Regions from separate parts of the Mus musculus genome. Here region 1 is linked to region 2. Evidence: chromatin contacts called from public HiChIP or PLAC-seq data. All regions are on one chromosome and are shown on one strand. The core of a region is the stretch at or near the end of the contact, and the rest is flanking DNA. Distances in the headings are between cores, read along the strand shown. Region 1 overlaps Ski (ski sarcoma viral oncogene homolog (avian)). Region 2 overlaps Morn1 (MORN repeat containing 1).

Region 1 (3,667 bases), core at 326-2,825, 75 kb before region 2:
GGGATACAGACAGATGCCTTTGCCTGCTGAGCCATCTTTCCAACGCCCTGTGGTTCTTGTTGCTTTTGTTTGGTCTTAATTCTTTTTAGTTGTTTGTGACAGGGTGTCTCTCTGTAGCTCAGGCTGACCTTGGACTCACAGTGGTCTTCCCACTTCAGCCTTTGGAGAGCTGGAATTACAGGCCTGAACTATCACGCTTGGCTCAATTTTAAGTTTTGTTTCCAAAAGTTTATTGAGGCCAGGCAGGTATGGCGAGTGGCACATGCGTTTGATCCCAGCACTTCGGAGTCAGAGGCAGGTGGATCTGTATAAATTCAAGGCCAGCCTGATCCACAGAGTGAGTTCTAGGACAGCTAGGGGGCTACACAGAGAAACCTATGTCTAGAAAAATTGAATAAACTAAGTTTATTATGGAGACAGTGGCCTGAGCAATAGCTAGAGTACTGCCGTGTAGCCTCAATTTAACTTTTCATATGTTTCTTGTTATTCCTCAGACAGAAGCCTAGAGGGGTCTTCTGTGAGGGAAGAGGAGGGTGCACCACATAGCAGCCCTCTCTTGAGTTTCTGGACTCTCCCAAACTTTCCCTGCACAAGCAGCCATAACTCTCTAAGAGGCTGCTGGCCTATCAGGGTGTTTGCTGTTACTCCCAGGGATCCGGTCCCAACATGTGTGTGCTCAATAATTAGCCACAAGCTCTGTAGATTTGATGGTTAGAAATGCTGTGAAGCAGAGGAAGAGGTAGACCTTGGGGAGAGGTGGGCCGGTGAGAACTGCAGCTGTGGTCCAGCTCTGTGTCTTTGTCTGGCAGGGTTACCGTCTCTAGAGCCCAGTGAGGATGAGGTACCCTGTGTTGACCTGCCCCTGATGAGACCTTTGTTTGTGCTTTCTTGTGCACCACACAAAAGAGGGCATGAGACTCCTTTGTTGATGGATGGCAGTGCAGAGGTCTTATTTGTGACTGTGCAAATCCTGTACCAGAGCACCACCACAAAGCAGAGACGGCTCATAGAGGACAAGTCAGAGCTGTAGGCCTGGTACCTTCTTGGGCCTAACCCTCTCTCATCTTTGGTCTGCTTTGGTAGAACTGTCCCGGTATGGGTAGCCATCTTACAACGACTGTGGTCTTGCCCTAATAGCAGGAGGTGACTACACTGGCCCAGGCGGTAGGAATGGGAGTGGATTTGGGTGTGTGAACGTGTGTTGTGGCTTAGTTAGCCGTGATTATTACCATGTGTTACCGTGTGGGCTCTTGGCGTTAAGGGAGTCGGCACGGCGCTGACCCTTGCAGGTTTTGACACTTATCTTCAGACATTGATGCTGAAGAGGGTTGAAGGCCGCTGTGCAGAGGGGCTGCGGCCTGGCTGCGTGGGATGGGGTCCTAGCCCGCGATTCTCCTGTTTGTTGGTGGTAGTAGATAGGCAGGAATGTGGAGACCTCAGCCCAGCAGTGGCCTCCAGTTTGTTACTGGAGCAAGCAACCCTGCAGTGAAGCCACCTCATTCCAGGACTCTTCAAACTCTAAGGTTCAAGGTCTCATCCGGGCGTTGACTAGGCTGCTTTTCCTTTCAGTTGAGTCTGTTCAGGATGAGCACAGCACATGGCCACCACTTGCCCCGTGCCCCATGTGTACTCAGTGCTGCTCTGCGTCTATCTACCTCTGGGTCTGAGTGAAATGGATTGCAGGGTGGTGGTGGTAGCCAAGTTAAGTGTTTCCTCTTCCATCTCTGCAGTGATCAGCCTTGCCTGGGTCACTTGGGATTTGCTGGCAGAATAGCAAAGCCCGTAGGAACTCCTGTCGCATGTGACTGTGGTTCCTTTGCTGTGTGCCCGTGGGTTCTGGAGCCAGGTTTCAAAGCGCTGTATGTAGGACTCAGAGTGTCCTAGACAGGAAGTGAAGTCAGGACAGAATGACATCAAACGTAAATGACTGACGGACCTTGATAGGAAGGTCCTAGGAAACACCTAGATAGGATGGAAAAGGGCAAGGGTAGATCAACTTGCCTGTGACCAAGTAGAGTTAAACAAAATGGGGTCGTGAATGTCATAACCTGACCATCGACACTCAGGAACTAGGGCATGTAAGATTCCGTGGCTAATGGTAAAATAAAAATAGAAGACCTGTACTTGGCACAGCAAATTCAAAAGCAGGAAGTGACCTAAGAGGCATATAGTGTGTAGGGGCTAGTTCATTACTAGCAATCTTAGTTACAGGGCAGTCCCAGGCAGTCACCATAAAGCCACAGCTTTCCAGTGAGGCGACAAAAACAGTTTACAGGTTTATTTCCGCTTGTGGTTTCAGAGTTTTTAATAAGCCTGAAACAAAGCAGAAAAAGCGTGACAGAGGAATGCTGCTGACCATGTGGCAGACAGAAGGAAGGACCAGAAATGAGTAGGTAGTCCTTCAAGAGCCCATCTCCAGTGACCCACTTCCTCCAACTAAGTTTCTCCTCCTAGTCAGTCTTTACCACCTGAATAAACCACTGGTGGCTCAGAGGAGTACTTCCCCAAAACCTTGGTTTAAGGGTAGCACTCTGTCCTTACCTCACTTCCTGTCTGGGCCATTCTTCTACTTGACCTCACTTCCTGTCTGGACAAATTTCTGCCCTGAAGTTGCATGTCTGACCTCATTTCCTCTCTTCTTTGTGTGGTGTGTTCCTGAAGTCAGCGGTCTCTACTTTTTGCATAAACTAGGTTTTCTTAGAAGTTTGGTTACCTGGTTACCACCTTGTTGTAGCTGTCCCTGCTTTTGAGCACAGTTCTCTCTGTGGTATTGTAGCTGTATGGATGGCCCTCATCCTCCTGTCTGCTGCTAGTTGCTGTTCTCATGTCTTTTCTGAGTGTATCTGTATCTCTTCTGATGTGGAGCTCCTGGAGTCTGAGTGACCACAGCATGCTGTGTGAGTGGGAGCCTGGGAGGCCAGGCTTTTGGTATTGTATGGCTAGGTTTTTTTTTTTTTCCCCTGGCTGGCCTTGAATTCACAGAAATCTACCTGCCTCCGCCTCATGAACACTGGTGATCATGCCTGGTGCACAGCTGGATATTTAATTTTGCATCCAGGGTTGGTTGGCCTGGGAGTTGTTTGCTTGTCTGACACGCCTGCCAGCATTTAGCCTCCAGTGTCTTGTGTGAAGAAGATCAGTGCCATCTGACGTGGGCTGTGACCTGCCTCTTTTCTTTGGGACGCTTTCAAGACCCCTTGACCTGGGCTCTGGAGACTATGTCATGAGCCCAGGACTGGGAGCTTTGTCTCAATGTACAGTTTGTCATTTCCTGGCTAGTGGCCTTCTCTTGCTTCTTGAGCTACTTTTTGTTTTTGTTTTTATTTTTTGGAACACCTTCTGATTGGGTAATGGCCATCCCATGTGACTGGCTCTTTCTTTTTCTTTACCTCTCTCTTGGTATTGCTTTCTGGAGATTTCCTCTGCCTTATATCTAATATTTTGTTTTCAGCTTTGGAATTATGTTTCAATTTCTGAAGGGAGGAATATCATTTTCTCTCTCTAAAAGCTACTACCAGTTTTGTGTCATGGATGCCATATTGTTTTCTGTTGTTGAAATTTTTAAAGAGGTTTCGTTTTCTGGCTTCCTGCATTAGATCTCCTTTGGGTGCATCTCTCTCCATGTTGACAGTTCTTGACCTGCTGGTCTTCTCAGGGTTGAAGTAGC
Region 2 (3,511 bases), core at 916-3,415:
CACCTCGCAGGGCCCCTCACCATGGTGCCCTCAGAGAGGCAGGCCTAGAGGCAGCTAAGGTGCCAAAGGTAGGTGACAAAGGCCGGGGCTTGGCTGCGGCAGACCCCAGCTAGTGCACATCTTACCTGTTGGTGCCTTTTAGAGGTTCCTGGGCAGTGGGCAGCACCTCTGGGGAACTTGGGCCACCTTTAGGCCTGCCGAGAGTCTTCTGTGGGTCAGGCAGAAGGAGAGAAAAGGTTCAGAGGAGCCTGGGGTGGTAAAGCAGATCCCCCTATGGCCTCGAGGCCTACCTCCAGCGTGCCGGGCAGGAACAGGTAAGGCTGCATGCCAGGCGGAGGGGCTCCGAGGAGGATGTCCACAAACTCGGCACAGCCGTGGTCCACTTGCTGACAGCAGGGTTTGTGTCTCCTGGCTGGGCGGAAGTTTTACCCGGAAAAATAAAACAGAGAGAGGCCCTGTGAACCCTGAGCAGACGGAGAGTTTCACTGTCATCGGGTGAGTGGACGGGGGGCACGAAGCAGAGCCTGGCTGGGGACAAACCTTTGTCCTGGGTATTTCTCTCAGCTAGCCCAAAAGAGAGAGGAGTGTGGACAGGGAAGTGTGGAGGCTGGGAGATAACTGTGGACACGCAGGGCAGACAAGAGGAGCTTGGATCAGAAGCATGGGCCGGGCAGAGTGGATAGGACAGTGTGTGGAAGGGAGTGTGCGAAGAGGGCTATAGAGCAGGCAGCGTGGGTGGGGCAGCAGAGTGGCAAGGCACGGTCAGAGTGGACAGGTGGTCCTTCCCAAACACATAGCACACCACAGTCCACTTTCCTGTAGGACTAAGCTCCAGGGTCCTTCCAATGGCCCTTATCCTGAAGGTTCTTTATTGGAGAAGAGATGTGACCTCCTAAGAGCCAGAGGTCCAAGATGGTGTCTGTGTGTGTGTGTGTGTGTGTGTGTGTGTGTGTGTGTGTGTAGGGGGACTCTGGCTAGAGCAGGAGCCTCAGATGAGCTACAGAGGAGATGGGGTGTTTCATGAAAGACTTGCACAGCAAAGGCAGGAAGACAAGGGTAGAACAGAGGGCAGTTCGAAGAGGGGGTACAGTTTGGGCCAGCATCATTAAGGGTGCTGAGATGCCTTAAGACAATGTCTCTTTGAGGAAAAGGGGTCTTCAGATAGGAAGACTCTGGCCGGCTCCTTGGTGGGACTAGGCTGAGTGGGGGAGCATCTTTCATCTCTGTGTTAGACAGGGCCCTGGGGCCAGAGACATTAATGTCCCTTCCCCAGAGCCCCGGTTTGCAAGAGCTGGGCCTCTGAAATATCTCCAGATTACAGGTGGGAGAATTATTTCTCTCAGAGGTGTATTAATTTTGTCTTATGGTGCACTAATAAAAACCTTTTTCTTATGCAAGGGCATTTCTGAGCTAACGTCCTTCCCCGCAGCTCTGTGCCTTGCACCACTGATGTCCTGGGCAGTGACTGGGAACCGCAATGCTGACAACGTGGTTTCTAGCTCTCTGTACACTGGAGGACCATGTGGGCTGTGCTCTGCCACCTCCTTCAGAGCAAGTTCCAGGACAGCCAGGGTTACAGAGAAACTGGGTCTTGAAAAAAAACAAAGAAAACAAACAAAGAAAAGGAGCAACTTTTGGCATTAAGATCCCAGCTCTGTCTTCATATCTCAGAGGCTTGTGCACAGTTAGGGTGACTGCTGGGTGGCCCTGTACGTCAGGCTCTGACTGGCCATGTACTGGTTCTAGGGAGTGGAGTAGTGTACAGACCCAGCAGGATCTGATGGGTCCAAGGCTATGAATGTCTGCACCCCTCGGGCTAGGAGGTTCTGGTCACACAGCTAAAGGACTTCTCCAGAAGTCACAGCGGCCAGCTGGCACCTCCAGAGCAGCTGCTCAGTGCCGCTCATCTGATGACCTCCCTGCTGCCATGTTGTTGCTGGAAACTGCAAGTTCAGACAAGATGAACGGTAGCCATGACAACAGGACATTCCCATTACTGATGCTAACCACAATGCTTCATGGGAAGGATGACATGGAGTCCAGCTCCTCAGTCTACACAGGGTTGGCACTTGAGGCCGTCTGGATGTGTGGCAGACCTCTCCCTGCCCCAAGAAAGGCTGCCTGGTAGGCCACAACACTTGTTACAAGTCAGAGAGGCCTTCACTTCCTGCCTTTGCCTCTTTGATCCTTGGGGCATAACAGACTGCTGCCTCAACAGGCCTTTGCTCTGCAGGGATGGTGTTCAGGCAGGCCACCCAAGGTCCTCAGCTGCTCCCCCTATACTAACCCTGTGCGTATCTGGTGGGAGCTCTTAGAGGAGGGGTGACTCATGGCTGAGGAAAGGGGAGAGAGGCACCCACAAGTATGCGGTTTCCCTGGAGGAAAGGGGCCACTTGGCAGGACTGCCAGCTGGAGGCCTTGCTGGTTGCTCTTAGAAGTGTGAGGTGAAGCTGACTGACAGTTCAGCTGCCCAGGAACATGTATGCTTCTGTCCATGGCTTGTCCACGGCGGATGAGGACCCAGGTTTCATAAGAACACAGTCAGTACCCTCTGCACCCAGGCTTCAGGGGACTGTCACCTGTCCCTCTGTACCCAGGTTTTGGGGGACTGTCACCTGTCCCTCTGTGCCCTGGCTTCAGGGGACTGTCAGTTGTCCCTCTGTACCCAAACTCAAGGGGAGGGGGGACTGTCACCTGTCCCTCTGCACCCAGGCTTCGGGGGGACAGTCACCTGTCCTGACTGTCACCTGTCCTACCCCATCATCACTGGCTACTGCCCAGCCCCACACCACACCAGGCCCTGCTGCGGGTACCCCTCACTTAAGTTGGTCTCTGTTCTTCTGAGCAGACCCCCTTCTCTCTCTTCTTGAGTGTCACATTCATTCAGCGCAGCCCCAACTCCTTACCCCTGGGAGAGCAGATACACAGTTTCCTGCAATAGACACACACTGTCCCAGGATATCCACATAGTACAGCCACAAGCACTTGAGCCTCTAGACACAACTCCTGTCCTCCCCCTTAACAGAGAAACAGCCTTTGTCCAGTCCCGTGTCCCCACTCTTCTCACTATTCTGCTCCCTGGGCAACTCTGGAGCCTTGTGCTTGAGCCCAGGCTGTGATGGTCCCACCTGGGCTCTCTGTCCCCAGGCTGCCCTGGAACTCACTTCTCACCCCTGCCCCCAGCATAAGACTGGTTCAGACAGAGCAACCCCCTCCTCAATCCTCAGACTGAGCCCTTCCCCTCTGCACCCTGAGGCTACCCATTCTTCAGATAGCCCTAGAGTCCCTCTCACCAGCCACCTCTTGTGTCCCCAGGGCTTGGTGTTCCCTTCCCATCATGCTACACAGACTGTTGCAGGTAACACCTGGGGATGTCCTGACCAGTTTTGCCCCAGCTGCCGGGAATCTCTCTGGTTGTGGTGTGTCCCTCTTACTCAGTTCACCCTGGGGCAACCACTTCACCTGTGTCCACCCAGTCTGCAAACGTGGTCCATAAGAGAGATAAGGCAAA

What was found. HiChIP or PLAC-seq counts read pairs in DNA pulled down with a chosen protein or histone mark.
Region 1: an H3K27ac HiChIP or PLAC-seq map of the HPC-7 cell line shows a contact between it and region 2, with 6 times the contacts expected there. The contact joins two enhancer-like sites. A contact is called at or near these places in 8 of 484 Hi-C or Micro-C datasets (CD8 T cells, the N1E-115 cell line, bone marrow-derived macrophages and 4 more), 15 of 115 datasets of contacts at active chromatin or transcription factors (CD8 T cells, the HPC-7 cell line, astrocytes and 9 more) and 4 of 9 other capture datasets (adipose tissue, embryonic stem cells, liver and 1 more).

The regions. Positions count from the first base shown.
Region 1 is chr4:155,199,854-155,203,520 of GRCm38.p6, reverse strand. All of the region lies in intron 1 of Ski (ski sarcoma viral oncogene homolog (avian)), which reads left to right. Among named protein-coding and RNA genes, the nearest start is that of Ski, 21 kb to the left of the region's middle. Within about 2 kb of position 1,575, at least 145 of the 459 cell types and tissues checked have an H3K27ac peak or open chromatin away from gene starts, as enhancers often do. A contact at or near this core is called in CD8 T cells, the HPC-7 cell line and double positive thymocytes, where this site is marked.
Region 2 is chr4:155,125,580-155,129,090 of GRCm38.p6, reverse strand. It overlaps Morn1 (MORN repeat containing 1), which reads right to left. Exons shown (of 14, transcript NM_001081100.1): 11 at 291-412; 12 at 126-208. Among named protein-coding and RNA genes, the nearest start is that of Morn1, 41 kb to the right of the region's middle. Within about 2 kb of position 2,165, at least 90 of the 459 cell types and tissues checked have an H3K27ac peak or open chromatin away from gene starts, as enhancers often do. A contact at or near this core is called in CD8 T cells, the HPC-7 cell line and double positive thymocytes, where this site is marked.